2 separate regions of the Mus musculus genome follow, and region 1 is linked to region 2. The links are chromatin contacts, called in public promoter capture Hi-C maps. All regions are on one chromosome and are shown on one strand. The core of a region is the stretch at or near the end of the contact, and the rest is flanking DNA. Distances in the headings are between cores, read along the strand shown.

What was found. Promoter capture Hi-C pulls out the DNA fragments that hold promoters and counts their contacts.
Region 1: a contact with region 2 is called in a promoter capture Hi-C map of the HPC-7 cell line. The contact joins the promoter of Sdr9c7 here to the enhancer-like site in region 2. A contact is called at or near these places in 2 of 39 promoter capture datasets (the C10 cell line and the HPC-7 cell line), 1 of 15 datasets of contacts at CTCF or cohesin (large pre-B cells), 1 of 484 Hi-C or Micro-C datasets (the G1E-ER4 cell line), 1 of 115 datasets of contacts at active chromatin or transcription factors (pancreatic cancer cells) and 1 of 9 other capture datasets (liver).

Annotation. Positions count from the first base shown.
Region 1 is chr10:127,894,814-127,901,744 of GRCm38.p6, forward strand. Sdr9c7 (4short chain dehydrogenase/reductase family 9C, member 7) reads left to right here and starts at 3,722. Exons shown (of 4, transcript NM_027301.3): 1 at 3,722-4,132. The coding sequence starts at 3,832.
Region 2 is chr10:127,559,296-127,566,162 of GRCm38.p6, forward strand. Lrp1 (low density lipoprotein receptor-related protein 1) reads right to left here. Exons shown (of 89, transcript NM_008512.2): 42 at 4,309-4,498; 43 at 1,160-1,364; 44 at 673-865. Among named protein-coding and RNA genes, the nearest start is that of Nxph4, 28 kb to the left of the region's middle. Within about 2 kb of position 4,711, at least 77 of the 459 cell types and tissues checked have an H3K27ac peak or open chromatin away from gene starts, as enhancers often do. A contact at or near this core is called in the HPC-7 cell line, where this site is marked.

The DNA of each region.
Region 1 (6,931 bases), core at 2,472-4,971, 330 kb after region 2:
CCTCTGAGATGTTAATCGGAGCCTGTAACTTGGTTAGGGTGGAGAACGTGTCATGAAATATGCATGTATGGATTCTCAGGTGGGTTGAGGAGGTATGGAAAATCAAGAAGGTTTTGCTAAATAATGAGGTGTTTCCTTCGAGGGCAGGACAGGAAATAGCCAAGAACATTTGTCTATCAGAATAGGAAAATAATTCGAAGAACCAAGATGGGACAGAACTAAGTTCCAGAAGGCCAGGAGTCGGGGAGGAAACTGAGGATGCCATGCCAAAGCCTACAGGCTGCCCTGCCAACCACAGCCCTTGCTGCCCACAGTCTTTTAAGTCTGAGCAGCAGTCAGGTGCATTTTGATTCAGAGTTTGGTGTCTTTGAAACCCTCTGGCTGTAGCTGGTGGCCATAGTGGGCCTGTGGAATTCACACAGGGAAAGGCAGGTATTGGTGAGCCATACCTAAACAAGCAAGCCTTCATCATGGGCTGGGACCCAGCTCTGGAATCTGCTGGCCAGACAACTACATGAGGGTGCTGGCTGAACATCTAATCTGATAGAGAAAGGAGTTGAGCAGCAGAAGAACAGGACCTCAGACATACTGAAGACCATGACCCTGGACATCAACAAGCCATAGAGCATGGCTGCAGTCTCTAAAGGGTGAAGGAATGGGTGCGGGGATCAGGGCAGTGGGCAGTCAGAGGTACTACCCACATTCCTGTCTGTGTCTTGTCTCTGAGTAAAGGGAACAATCTTTACTGGCAAGATTCTTCAAAGATCTGAGAAGTTTAGGGGTAAAAAAAAAATCACAATAGAAAAACTAATTAATAATAATAATAACCAAATAGAAACAACTTCTAGCTTCCTTTTCTTTTTCTTAAGATTTATTTATTTTATGTATGTGAGTATACTGTAGCTTTACAGACAGTTGTGAGCCTAGATGTGGTTGTTGGGAATTGAATTTTTAGGACCTCTGCTCGCTCTGGTCAACCCAGCTTGCTCCAGTCCAAAGATTTATTTGTTATTACAGTGTACATAAGTACACTGTAGCTGACTTCAGACACACCAGAAGAGGGCATCAGATCTCATTACAGATGGCTATCTGTACCACATACCATGTGGTTGCTGGGATTTGAACTCAGGACCTTCGGAAGAGCAGTCAGTGCTCTTACCCGCTGAGCCATCTCACCAACCCCTAGCTTCCTTTTCTTACCCACAAGCCTTTATGAGTCTGGGAGGTGGGAAGCTGGGCAGATGGGAACAGTTTGGGGCCCAGCTGAGGGCTGAAGTGCCTTTTCTGCTGAGGAAGAGAACTGAGGCATGAGCAGGCGCACGATCCGTTGGATGTGTATGACATACAGAGAGGTTGTATTGGTGCCTTGGCAGGAAAATGCCAAATCTCTGCAGCAATATTCAACCGTTCCACCGAATGGCATCACTGTGGTTTTCAGCCCCAGGGGCCGTACTTCTCTGGCTCCCGGGGCTTTCTCATGACCCAGGTCCTGCGTTACGTGTGGACCCGATTTTGTTTCTTCTTCTGAACTCTCTATAATGCTTCCCTTTGCTCGTGCACACCACAGGACAGAACTCTCACTTTGGAGTGCATTCATGCTGGCTGTAATGGAGTCTGGCTTCTACAAAAAGGGAGCAGTGTGGGGACCTTTCAGGATGCCGGGGACTGGGTCAGCCTAGGGGCCAAGGGATCTCTGGCATTTGTGACTGAGCTGCACACAGTGGGAAGAGAAAGAGATCTCTGTCCAGAGTTCTATCCAGAGCCCCCCCTTGTCATCTTCATCATTACCACCATCCATCCTTCTGGCTTTGCTTGTGTCCACAAAACATGGGTGTTTAGGTCTCTCGGGTACCATGTGGCCATAGTCACTTCTCCGATGTGATACCTGCCTTCATTGGTAAATAGTAGGGCACAAAGACGCACCTGTTGCTCCCCCTCTTTAGAGAACTTTTGCACCCGATTTCTGTATCAGACCCTCTAAACAAGTCGAGGTTAGCTAGTGACCTTTCTCATCCTGATGGCCCTGGATGTCGACCCAAGAAAGCTCCCAGCATTACCAGATCCCTGCAATTTACACAATGCTGGGTGTGGCCCCCTCAAGACTCACACCAACTGATTTCCTTCTTCCGTTTGCTTCAGCAGCATCTGCCCTGACTTTCTGCAAGGTCTCTACTCACTCTCTGTAATCATTCTCTGTAATTGCTGCCCCTGATACTTTCCAAGCCTTGGCCTCACTCTCCCTACAAATCATCTCCCTTGGACCCAGGACTCTGCCCAAGCTCTTCCCACAGTTTCAATGAGTTAATTGTCCAACGTCATCTGGTCTGGCTGCCTGTCAGTCTCAGAGAACCTCAGATCAGAGCTATCCATTCCCTAACTCCCCTCAATGCTGTGTCTTAGTTCCTGGCTTCTCTTGCCGTCGTCTGCTGTTCCATCTGTCCTTGACCCCATACCTTCTAATCATTTTGACTTCTTCTCCCCTCTCCTCTTGCACATCCAGCTAGCCACAGTGTCGCATGCTGTGTTAGTCCCTCCCTTGCTCTGTCGCATTTCTTGCCTTCAGTCTCTCCAGCTCATCAAACTACCTAAAATATGCCTGGTGCTGGGGATACAAGGAAAGGAACCTTCCCCAAGATCCCTTTCCTGAGGGAGCTGATGAGCCCTCAGGACTGGGCTCCTACAATGGCCAGGTCACCAGCCCATAGGATGGATGGAATACTAGGTTAGTTTCCAATATGGAGATTTCTTGCTGCTAACTTGAATATCACCCGCCCAACAACCACCAAGGTTCCGGTTGGTTTTGGGTGTTTTGTTTGTTTGAGGCAGGATCTCTTGTATCCCAGATTGGCCTCTAGCTAGATATGTAGCAGAGGATGACCTTTGAACTCCAGATCCTCCCATTTCTACCTCGCAACTGCTGAAACAAATGTGCAGAACCACACCCAGCTGTTTGAGGCTCTCTACTTTTTAGAAGTTGAAACTCATACCTCCAGCCTCCTCTAGAGAGACTCTGGAGTCAGCACTGTGGAGTCACACCCAGCCTGGAAAAACCCTGTATTTTTTATCATTTGTCATGATGGAAACTCACCATCTCCAGAGAAGTCGGTCATGGTGGCACCTGCCTGAAATCCCAGTGCCTGGTAGAGGCAGAGGACTGTCACCCATTTTAAGTCACCTTGGCAAGTTCAGGCCAAGCCAGCCAGGGCTGTTAGGGATACTGTCTCAACAACTAAACTAAAGAAAATACATTAATTAAAGCTCTCTAAGGGCTGATGAGCTGGTATTCATTCCTACTGGAATTCAGTCCTCGAAATTCAGCTTTTGTTCGCTTTGTATTAATGATTTCATCTTTTTTTTTTCAGGTAATAAAAATTAAATTTGTTGACAAGCTTAAATGCACGGAAGAGGGTTTTTGATCCCTAGGCAGAAGGTAAAACTGGGATAGGATTTTCTTAAAGAGAGCTCAGATCAGATCTAAGCCCTTCTTTGCCTCCCGTGCCCCTTCCCAGAATGCACTTGAGTTCCCATGACTATGAATATCCCCATTTTTGGATCCCTCTCCTGAAAGGTCTAGAGGAGAGATGGAGAGGCCAGGGCAGTGGCTTTGTCAGAGTGACACACTGCAGGTTGGACTTGAATTTCTTGCATCTGAGCTAATTGCTGTGGCAATGCAGCCACCTATAAAATTACAGAGTGGCTCACCCAGATGCCCGTATCTGTTGCAAGTCTCAGAAGCTCTCCTTTCCTGTGGGTTCCTGTGGGCTGCCTGCTGGGCTCTGAGGATCAGCCTATCCTACCATCTCCTGGGTCCATCCTCAGACATCAGCTCCCATGGCGGCCCTCACAGACTTTGCTTTTATGTACCGCTGGTTCAAAAATTGCAATCTGGTTAAAAACCTCTCTGAGAAGTATGTCTTCATCACTGGCTGTGACTCCGGCTTTGGGAACCTGTTGGCCAAACAACTGGTTGATAGGGGCATGAAAGTGCTTGCTGCCTGCCTCACTGAGGAGGGGGCTCAGAAACTCCTGCAGGACACCTCCCACCAGCTGCAGACCTTCCTCCTAGATGTCACCAAGTCGGAGAACGTCAAGGAAGCAGCCCAGTGGGTGAGGGACCAAGTGGGCGAGCAAGGTGGGGTGTATTCTTGGATATTCTTCTCTCTCTCTCTCTCTGTGTGTGTGTGTGTGTGTGTGTGTGTGTGTGTGTGTGTGTGTGTGTGAGACCCTGATGTCCAAATGGGGATGGGAAGATGAAATAGGAACAGGCTGGAAGGCTCTAGTCCAGTAGAATCTGGTTTGGCCAGCTGACGACGAAGAAACACCCTGAGGAAATTTCCTCCATCTAAGGCAACAACTTGAAAGTTCTGAATACCCAAACCTCTAAAGTGTTTTAGAGACTTCAGGAGTCCCACTATTGGCTCCATATTTCTTGGCCAGCTCAGGCTAGGGATAATCATATAGATGCAAAAGGTGGAAATCTATGGGTGTGACAGGCAGGTCTCTTCTGTACGTCACATACACACATATCCCATAGATGTTGTTGCCTTTGGCAGGAGCTTGTTCCCACCGGGAAAGGAGCCTGTGCTGGGGACTATACCAAGAATGTCTGGGGACTTGCATGCAGGCTGTAGACACTAGATTGCTTACTTATGAGTACAAAAACTGGGAGAAGTAATGGCTCCTAAAAAGTCAAAGCCAGACCTCTGCCCAGGTCAGGCCAACAACTCTAGCTCTTCACTGATTTTCTCTTTAACATTTTACTTTTTTTAAAAAAAGTTATTGTTATGATTGATGTGTGTGTGTGTGTGTGTGTGTGTGTGTGTGTGTGTGTGTACCATGCATGAGGAGGTCAGAAGAAAGCATTGGCTCTGTGGATCTGGAGTCACAGAAAAAGAAAAGACAGTATGAAAAATGTGCGTATGAGTGAGCCAGAGGATAACTTTTGGAAGTCATTTCTCAATTCCCACCATGTGAGCCCTGGGGATGGAACGCAGGTCTTCAGGCTTGTGCCTCAGGACTTTCTGCTGAGCTGTCCTGCTGGCCCTCTCTTTCTTTATCATGTCTTCTCTGCTGAGTTAAGATTCCTAAGAGTGGACTTTGTGTCTCTTCTACTCACCCCAAGTCCTGAGTACCGACCGAGGAGGAAACCTAGCACCTAAGAAGGTACTTAGCAGATATTTTCTGAATGAATTAGCTAATGAATAACTTGGCAGGGGTGAGCCTCTTCCACCACACTGCTGTCCCAGCCTGTTTCCTGAATACAGCCTCCTCCATCCGGCCTCTTGTGTTCATTACTCACTGGGCGGTCTCCTGTAGCTGCTGCAACAAATTCATGCAAATGAATAGGTTAGACAACACATATTTATTACCTCATAATTCCTGAAGGAATAAATCCAAAAATGATTCTCGAGACTCAAGGTCCCAGCAGATCTTTGCTCATCTGGGGGACTCTAGGGCAGAGCTCACGTCCAGGTTTCCCACCTTCAGAGGCTACCTACATTCCGACAGAGGAGAAAATGAGGCTCCCCGAGCCTCAGGTCCTGATGCATCAGTGATCTACACTCTAGAGAGGACCACATACAGCTCGTGTCTCCGAGGGTGGTGCCAGAGAAACACACTATCATCCTTAGCTCGTGGCTCACTCCCTCTTCCAGTAAGCCTGGGACATGTCCTCTTAAAGGCTTTTCATTTCTCTGGCTCTTCGGCTCCTGCATTCTGTTTCCACTTAGGTATCCTGTGGTTTTGTGGGTTTACCCAGTGAACCTAGGATAATGTATCCCTGTGTAAGGTCAGTTGATTAGCTGCCTTCCATCTGCCTATAGCTCTTTCCCATATAACCTAACAAATTCCCAGGTTCTGGGAAGGTAACAATCTTTGGAGGACCATTATTCTGCGTGTGCCACCCAGCAACATCTTCTGTGTAAGAAGCACTAGGGGTGATGCACACCTGCATCTCAGAGCAGAGAAACTGAGGCAGGATAGAGAAGCTCCTGTAAGCACAGCCCTGGAGCTCTATCATCTAGGTATTCTTTACAGGGAAACAAACAAAGATAATACATTCCACTTCCCCAGTACATTGTCCGAGACACCGGCAGAATGTGGCCCTCTCTGGAGCCCAGACCACTGACGGGTTAGGGTCTGAGTCTCAGGAGCCTCATTTTCTCTTCCGTAAAGCAAGAGAGTTCCCTTAGCTGGGAAGGTTCTAAGCCCTATCAACCTGTTATCCCCCTGAAGTCTCTCTCTCACTTGAAGAAGGGATAAGATGGGGAGAGGAGTGGCTTAGGTAGGGACCCCAGAGCTAGGGGAAAGACAGGTCAGAATTGAAGCATGCATCCTGATCTGCTCTTAGGAGAAGGTGTGCGGTGGCAAGGTCTGTGTTAATCAATGGGAGTATAGCAGGGAAAGGAACAGAGGGGTCAGGGGATGGGTTCATGGAATCCGAGGGAGGAAGAAGCTTCCAGTCTTTACCATGATCTCTCCTGGTAGGATTTCACTCAGAAGCTCAATACATAAAACAAGCAAAAGGAATTCTTCTCCCACAGCCCCCTCCCCTGCAGGCTTCTGAGAATAACTGTGCTAGTGTTGTTTGATGAGGGACCTGAGACCAAGGGAAAGAAGGCATCTATCCAAGGCTGGAATTAAATCTAGACCCAGAACCTGAAGTTCTTCAACCCTGAGGCTCTGCAAGAGCTGGGTAACCACACTGTTTTTCTCCAATCCTATCTACCTAATTTAAAGAGATAGCTCTTTCCACAAGTAGTTTTATTAAATATTCTTTTGCATGTATCTATAGATATTCTTACCACACTTTTCTTTCTGGTGTCTGAGCTCTTGGAGGTGTAAGAGCCCAACTTATTCATTTAGTGTCTCCTTTGCTTAGTAACTGGCCCAGGGCAGACACATGAGTGAAAGAATGAATGAATGAATGAAT
Region 2 (6,867 bases), core at 3,461-5,960:
ACCTAACATTCCAGAGCTCTGCACGACCCCAGCAGCCATGGGGGTTCACAACAGCGGGGAGAACCTCGCATGGGGTGGCATGTGGACACTGCACACACACACACACACACACACACACACACAAGAGAGGGCCAGGTGTAGGTATGTATGTCTATGTGCAGGCTGGGGGAGGGGATGATAGGCTACACCTGGTATGTGGGTATAAGGTAAGGTTTAGGGTGTAGGTGGCTCTGGGTAGATGGAATTATTAGGCTGAGTGATAGGATCTCCTGGGATGGGGACGAGCCTAGGGTCATGAACAGTACGAATGCATGTGCATGTGTGCATGTGTGTGTGCGTGTGCGTGAGCGCATGCAGTTTTGCATGAGATGGACCTGAGTATATCAAGTCCATGTATGTACACAGGTGTCTTGAGGGAGTTGGGTTTGAGAAATGTTGGGGCCTTAGGAGTTTCTGGGTGCCAAAGGTATGTAAAGGTATTTGTCTGTACAGAAGAAATCCTGGGAGAGACAAGACTATCATATATGTATTATGCAGTCACAGAGATCAGGAGAGACAAGACTGTCATGTGCACATGTGTGCAGTCACAGGGAACAGGAGAGACAAGACTGTCGTGTGCACATGTGTGCAGGCAGAGATCAGGAGAGCACTGCGGGTGGTAGCCCCACTCACAGCTGTTGGTGTCGTTGGCCACGGCGATGATGCCCATGGGTTGCTGGGGAATGTCCACCCGAAGCAGCTTCATGTCGCTGCCCACATACTTGTTGGCTCGCTGCACAGCCCGCCGCACCCAGTCAGTCCAGAAAATGTGCTCTCCGTACACCGCCAACCCAAAGGGGTGGACGGGCTCCGACTTTAGGATCACCTGATGAGACAGAAGCACCAGCGTCTCTGCATTCGAGCCCCTCATCGGTCTTAACAGCACAGTGAGGGGAGGCAAGAGGGCCGTGGGAAGTCACAGACCGTCTGGGAAGGATCTGGCTTCGTCTTCTCTCTTTTCTAAGTGTTGTCAGAACCACGCAGGGCAAAGGCTACCCACAGTTAAGGACTCGAATGGGACCTCTCACCGTGTCCTGGGTCTCCCTGTCTGGTGCTCTGCCCTGACTTGGTTCCCTCCACATCCCCACCCACCCACCCACCCACCCACCCCTACACTCACATAGCGGTGGGAGCCGTCGTACTCGCAGCGCTCGATCTTGTCCAAGGTGGCATCCGAGAAGTACAGCTTCTCCGCCCGGTGGTCGATGGCCAACCCATTGGGCGTGCGGATGTCCTTCTCAATGAGGGTCAGGACGTTGGCTCCGGATAGGGCTGCCCGCATGATGCTTGGATGGAGCTCGTTCCAATTGGTCCAGAACATCAGGCTGATGGGAAACGGGCAAAGGGATCAGGAACCTAAGGAGTCAACTAGAACCCAGGATGAGCCTCACAACCCGAGAGCCACGAAAGCCAACATAGCCTCGGTGCCTGAGACTAGCCCAGCCAAGGCACTGAGTTACTGCACTATGTGGCTAGATCTGACTGTGTGTGCCCACAGTCACGTACTGCAGTATGGGAAGGGACCATCTGCATTTGCTGAGACTGGAGGCTGTGTGGCCAAGCGAGTCAGCTCCCAGCCCCAAGTCCTGGCTCCACCACTTTCCAGCCAGGTAGGCTGGGGGGGGGGGGGGGGGGGAGTAGTAGGTTGCCTACTTTAGGCAACTTGCCCGACCACTCTGACTGACCTATTTTTCTATTATTTAGTGGGGGATAATATTGCTGCAGAGGTTGTAAAAACTAAGTACTGTGTATTCATCTCAATGAGAGTTTTCCATGTATTTACTGCTAACTGCTTTCTCTGTATCAAAGCTGGCTCTTTAACAAACTACCCAGGAAACTCTTGCTAAGTATTGACTATTTCCTTGGGCACATATGGATTGTACCCTCAAAAATAGTTTTCTGGGGCTGAAGAGATGACTCAGAGGTTAAGAGCATTGGCTGCTCTTCCAAGGGCCCTGAGTTCAATTCCCAGCAACCACATGGTGTCTCATAGCCATCTACAATGAGATCTGGTGCCCTCTTCTGGCCTGCATGCATACATGCAGGCAGAACACTGTATACATAATAAATCAATCTTAAAAAAAAAAAACAAAAAAAGTTTTCTTCACAACATAAGGACATGTGAACTTAAGGCCAAGCCATGCCCCACTGTTTGTGGAGTGGTGCTAAGGGCCTGGGTGTGGGGTGGGGAGGATCAAGCACAGCACAGCGGCAGCAGGGTCGCCCTTGGACAGCTTGATTCATTCACTTGACCTGGGGTGGTGAACCCTTTGCACATGTTCCTTTGAGATGCAGCAAAGAAAACAGAAACAGTTTCAGAATAGACCTGGCCACCGTGCCTCAGCCCCTCCCTTCTCTGACCTCACTGATGAACTTGTAACTTGTCTGTTTGAACTTGAACTTGTAACTTGTCTGTTTACCCCCTTCGTTCTCTTCTCTCTCTAGGATCACCAGCCTGGGCTTGAGGTTCTTTACCTCCTGATCCTCCTGCCTCCACTTTCCAAGTGCTAGGATTACGGGAACATGCTGCCATACGTGTGCCAGGCTAACCGTCTGCCAGATGAGCTACATTCCAGCTCAACCACAGCGTAACGCTTGCCTCCCTCTTTGAGGCCCTGGAGACCCATTCCTCAGGGACAGGATCGGCCTGTTGTTGTTTATGAGACCGAGTTTCCTGTAGCTCTGACTGTCTTGGCACTGTCTCAGTAGACCAGGCTACCCCTGAACTCAAGAGATCTGCCTGCTCTGCTTCCCCAATGCATCACACCACACACAGGACTCTTTATGGATGGAGGTGGCGACCCATTCAGCCTGTCCTGGGGCAGCAGCTGTAGCATGCTTTCTCTCTCTCTCTCTCCCTTCTTCAGATAGGGCCTGTTGTATCCCAGGCTACCCTTCAACTAGTTACATAGCTTAATGACCTCAACTCCCACCGTTCCTACATCCACCTCCCCAGTGCTGAGATTATAGTCATGGACCACCTTGCCTGGCCCGAGTGCTGTTTCCTGGCTTGTGCAGCCTGGCTTTACAGTGATTTCCACACTCTCAAGTCCAGCCTAGACCACACTCACAGCGGAGCACCAAATTGACTTACATGGGATGTACCCTGAGTTAAGAGTTTGGCAAAGCTGCTTTGTGGGATGGTGGGGTGGGGGAGGGGAGGCTTCCTTGGGGCAGAGGGTCAGCAACTAGAAATACAGTGGACGTTCTACCTGTCCAACTATCTGATTTCCAAGGACACTAATGCTTCAGTGAGGATCAGGAGGAGTATGGCTGGCTGGCTGAACCACTATCCTGACATACTGGCTCCTTCCAGCTCTCTCCCCTAACCTAAGACAATCTCAGCCCTCTAGTCACCCCTGAGCTGCCTCCCTGATGACATTCTCCCAGACTTCCACAGGGCAGGTCTTTGGCAGTCATGAAATCCTCCACCCTCTGCCAACCAGTCCATTCTCTGTGTACTTGGGTTTTTTTGAAGCCACTGGCTCTGGGGCTCTAGAGAGAGAGAGAGAAAGAGAGAGCACTTTCCTGGGCTCAGCCAGGAGGGACTTGGTTGAAACCGAGGATGCCTCTTTTAGAATGGCAGAAAAATATCATGACAGCCCCTCCCCAGAGGCTCTAGGCCCAGGAAGGACAGGCCCCAGGACCAGCCCAGACAGGTGAGGTCACCAAGGCTGTGGCATTGCTTTAGTTTCCTAGTGAGGCTGATAGAAAGCATTCTGATTCCAGCTGAACTGGGGAGGGCAGGTCGCTCAGACGTGAGCCAGGACTGCTATGCAGAGGGTGTGACTCACTAGTAACCTGCACATCAAAATGAAGAAAGACAGGGTAGGCAGGACAGGTAGACCAGACTCCCTGCCTGCTCAGGCTAGCCTTGCCCAAATGGTGGGCAGTCCCGTTGCTGTCCTGTTTGACCTTTTCTTGCTTTTCTCACTTTGGGGCCTTGTGCTCACAACTGCCTTCACAATGCCTCTTGGTCACTGTAATAAGACCTCTGCTCAGCAAGGGGTTTGAACAGGCCCAGCCCATATCCTCAAGGTCAGTGAGCCTTCGCTGAAGCTTTGAGTCCCACGGTACTGTGTGATGAATGCCAGTCACAAAGCCAGAGGCATCTCCCACGGCCCTCAACCTCCCTTCATTTCTGACACTTGTATTAAGCAGCGCCCTGAGAGGTGATGCATCTCACTGAGGCCAGAAATGGTGGGCCCTGCCTGTCCCCTTTCTGTTCCCGTATGACATAGCTCCCACCCCCCAGGCCCAGCAGCTCACTTCTGGCACTCATCCAGCACAAAGGCTCTCGGGTGGTCGTCTCCGGACATGGTGATGACTGTCTCCCTCTCGAAGGCCCCTGGGCGAGTCTGGTCCACGGTGTGGCGGGTGATGGTGGATGTGGTGTAGCTTGTCCAGTACAGTGTGTCCCAGCCACGGTGATAGGCCAGGCCTTCCACAGAGCCCACATCTGTGAAGAGACAGGAACAGCTGTGGGTTGAGAAGGGCCAACCAGCAGAAGCAGAGGGGCAGCCTGGTAGGTGCTAAGGGCATGACTGGCTCCCCTGGAATTGTGGGAACCGGGAGTTCCTCCGAGGGCTCTTTGGTCAGACTTGCCAGGGCCCCAGGGCCCCTCACAGAGCCACGTCACACCACCTGCGTCATGATCCGTGGCACCTTCCTTCCTCTTCTCTTGCCCACCCCCCACTCCCGGCCTATGTGTGGTCACACTCTTCAGAAGTGGAGTTCTGTTTATTCATGTATGGGGGAGATTCCGGCTAACTGAATTCTACTATTCCTCTGGGGCCAGACTGGAAAGCTTCCTGCTTGCAGAGGCCTTGAACTGGAATTTTTTGGGGGGAGGGGGAGCATGGGGTGGTCGAGACAGGGTTTCTCTGTGTGGCCCTGGCTGTCCTGAACTCACTCTGTAGACCAGGCTGGCCTCAAACTTAGAAATACACCTGCCTCTGCCTCCCAAGTGCTGGGATTGAAGGCGTGCGCCATCACGCTGGGCTGAGCTGGAATGTTTTATAAAGCAGATGTAACTAAAAAGACAGAGCTGAACAGTGCTGTGAGCAGCAGCCAGCGGAGGCTCCGGGGCTCCCTGGGGCGTGTCTATGTGACTGCCAGAGGCGGAGCACACTGTAGGACGGACAACAGAGAGCGTGATAGGAGGGGCTGGCTCCCAGTCTCTCCTGATGGAGCTGAGATTGAGAGTATCCAGTTTAGGTGCTGGGGCTGGGCCCAACGTCCTGCACATGCTGAGCACGAGCTCCACCAGCCCTCAGACGCTCCATTTTTAGACACAGACAGGATGTCGTAGAGAAAGTGTGCCAGGAGACAGAAGGACAGAGGGACAGGTCTATTCTTTTCTATGCAGTACCTAGTCAGCACCTGGCTGGTCTGAATGGACCTCCTGGATGAAGAGAGGAACAAAGGAGGAATGGGAATAGACCTTGGGTAACACAGTGCTCACCTACCTAGCATGCACAAAGCTCTGGGTTCAAGTCCTACCACAACATAAAAAAAAAGGGTATGGTAGTGGCGCACACCTATAATCCCAGATGACCCCAGTGCTGTGCAGGCAGGAGGATCAGAAGTTCAAATCAAGGTTATGTGTGGCTACAAAATGTTTCTTAAAAAAGTAAAGGAGTGGGGCTGGAGAGATGGCTCAGAGGTTAAGATAACTGACTGCTATTCTGAAGGTCCTGAGTTCAATTCCCAGCAACTACATGGTGGCTCACAACCATCCGTAATGAGATCTGACACCCTCTTCTGGAGTGTCTGAAGACAGCTACAGTGTACTTATGTATAATAAATAAATAAATCTTAAAAAAAAAAAAAGAAGTAAAGAAGTAAAGAAGAAGGGGGTGGGGATGAGATGGCTCAGCGGTTAAGAGCACTGACTGCTCATCCAGAGGTCCTGAGTTCAATCCCCAGAAATCACATGGTGGCTCATAGCCATCCAGAATGAGACCTGATGCCCTCTTTTGGTGTGTCTGAAGAGAGTGACATTGTACTCATATACATAAAATAAATAAATCTTAAGCCTTCCGCTCCGGGAAGAAGTGGGGCTGGAGAGAGGAGGAGGAGGAGGAGGAAGAGGAAGATGAGGAGGAGGAGAAGAAAAACAAGAGGGAGAAAGGAGGAGGAGGAGAAGAAGAACAAGGAGGAGAAGGAGAAGAAAGAGGAGAAGAAGAAGAGGAGGAGGAAGGAAGGAGGGAGGAGGAGGAAGAAGGAAGGAGGGAGGAGGTGGAGGAGGAGGAGGAGAAGGAGGAAGAGGAGAAGAAAAACAAGAGGGAGAAAGGAGGAGGAGGAGAAGAAGAACAAGGAGGAGAAGGAGAAGAAAGAGGAGAAGAAGAAGAGGAGGAGGAAGGAAGGAGGGAGGAGGAGGAAGAAGGAAGGAGGGAGGAGGTGGAGGAGGAGGAGGAGAAGGAGGAAGAGGAGGAGGAAGGAAGGAGGGAGGAGGAGGAGGAGGAGGAGGAGGAGGAAGCGGCAGCAGCGGCAGCAGCAACAGCAGCAGCAAAGGGAAAACCTGAAGTGGTAAAAGGCAGTGCTGAGTGCTGAGACTCTTTCTGGTGACAGCTCTGTGGCTTTCACAGCTCTGGCAGGGCCACTGGCTGCCAGGCTCAGCTTTCATGTGCACACCCCTGAGACCCTGACTCCTGAGTTCAGGGTAAGAAGCTCGCTGGATCTGCTGACTCCCACTCAGGGAGAGTTGCACCTGGGCCCGTGTCTGCTGCCTGTGCTTGCATATCTTGGTGTGGAATGAAATCAGTGCAAGGAAGGAAGAGGCCTCCTTCTGGCTCCATGTAAAGGACAATGTGCAGGTTACCACAA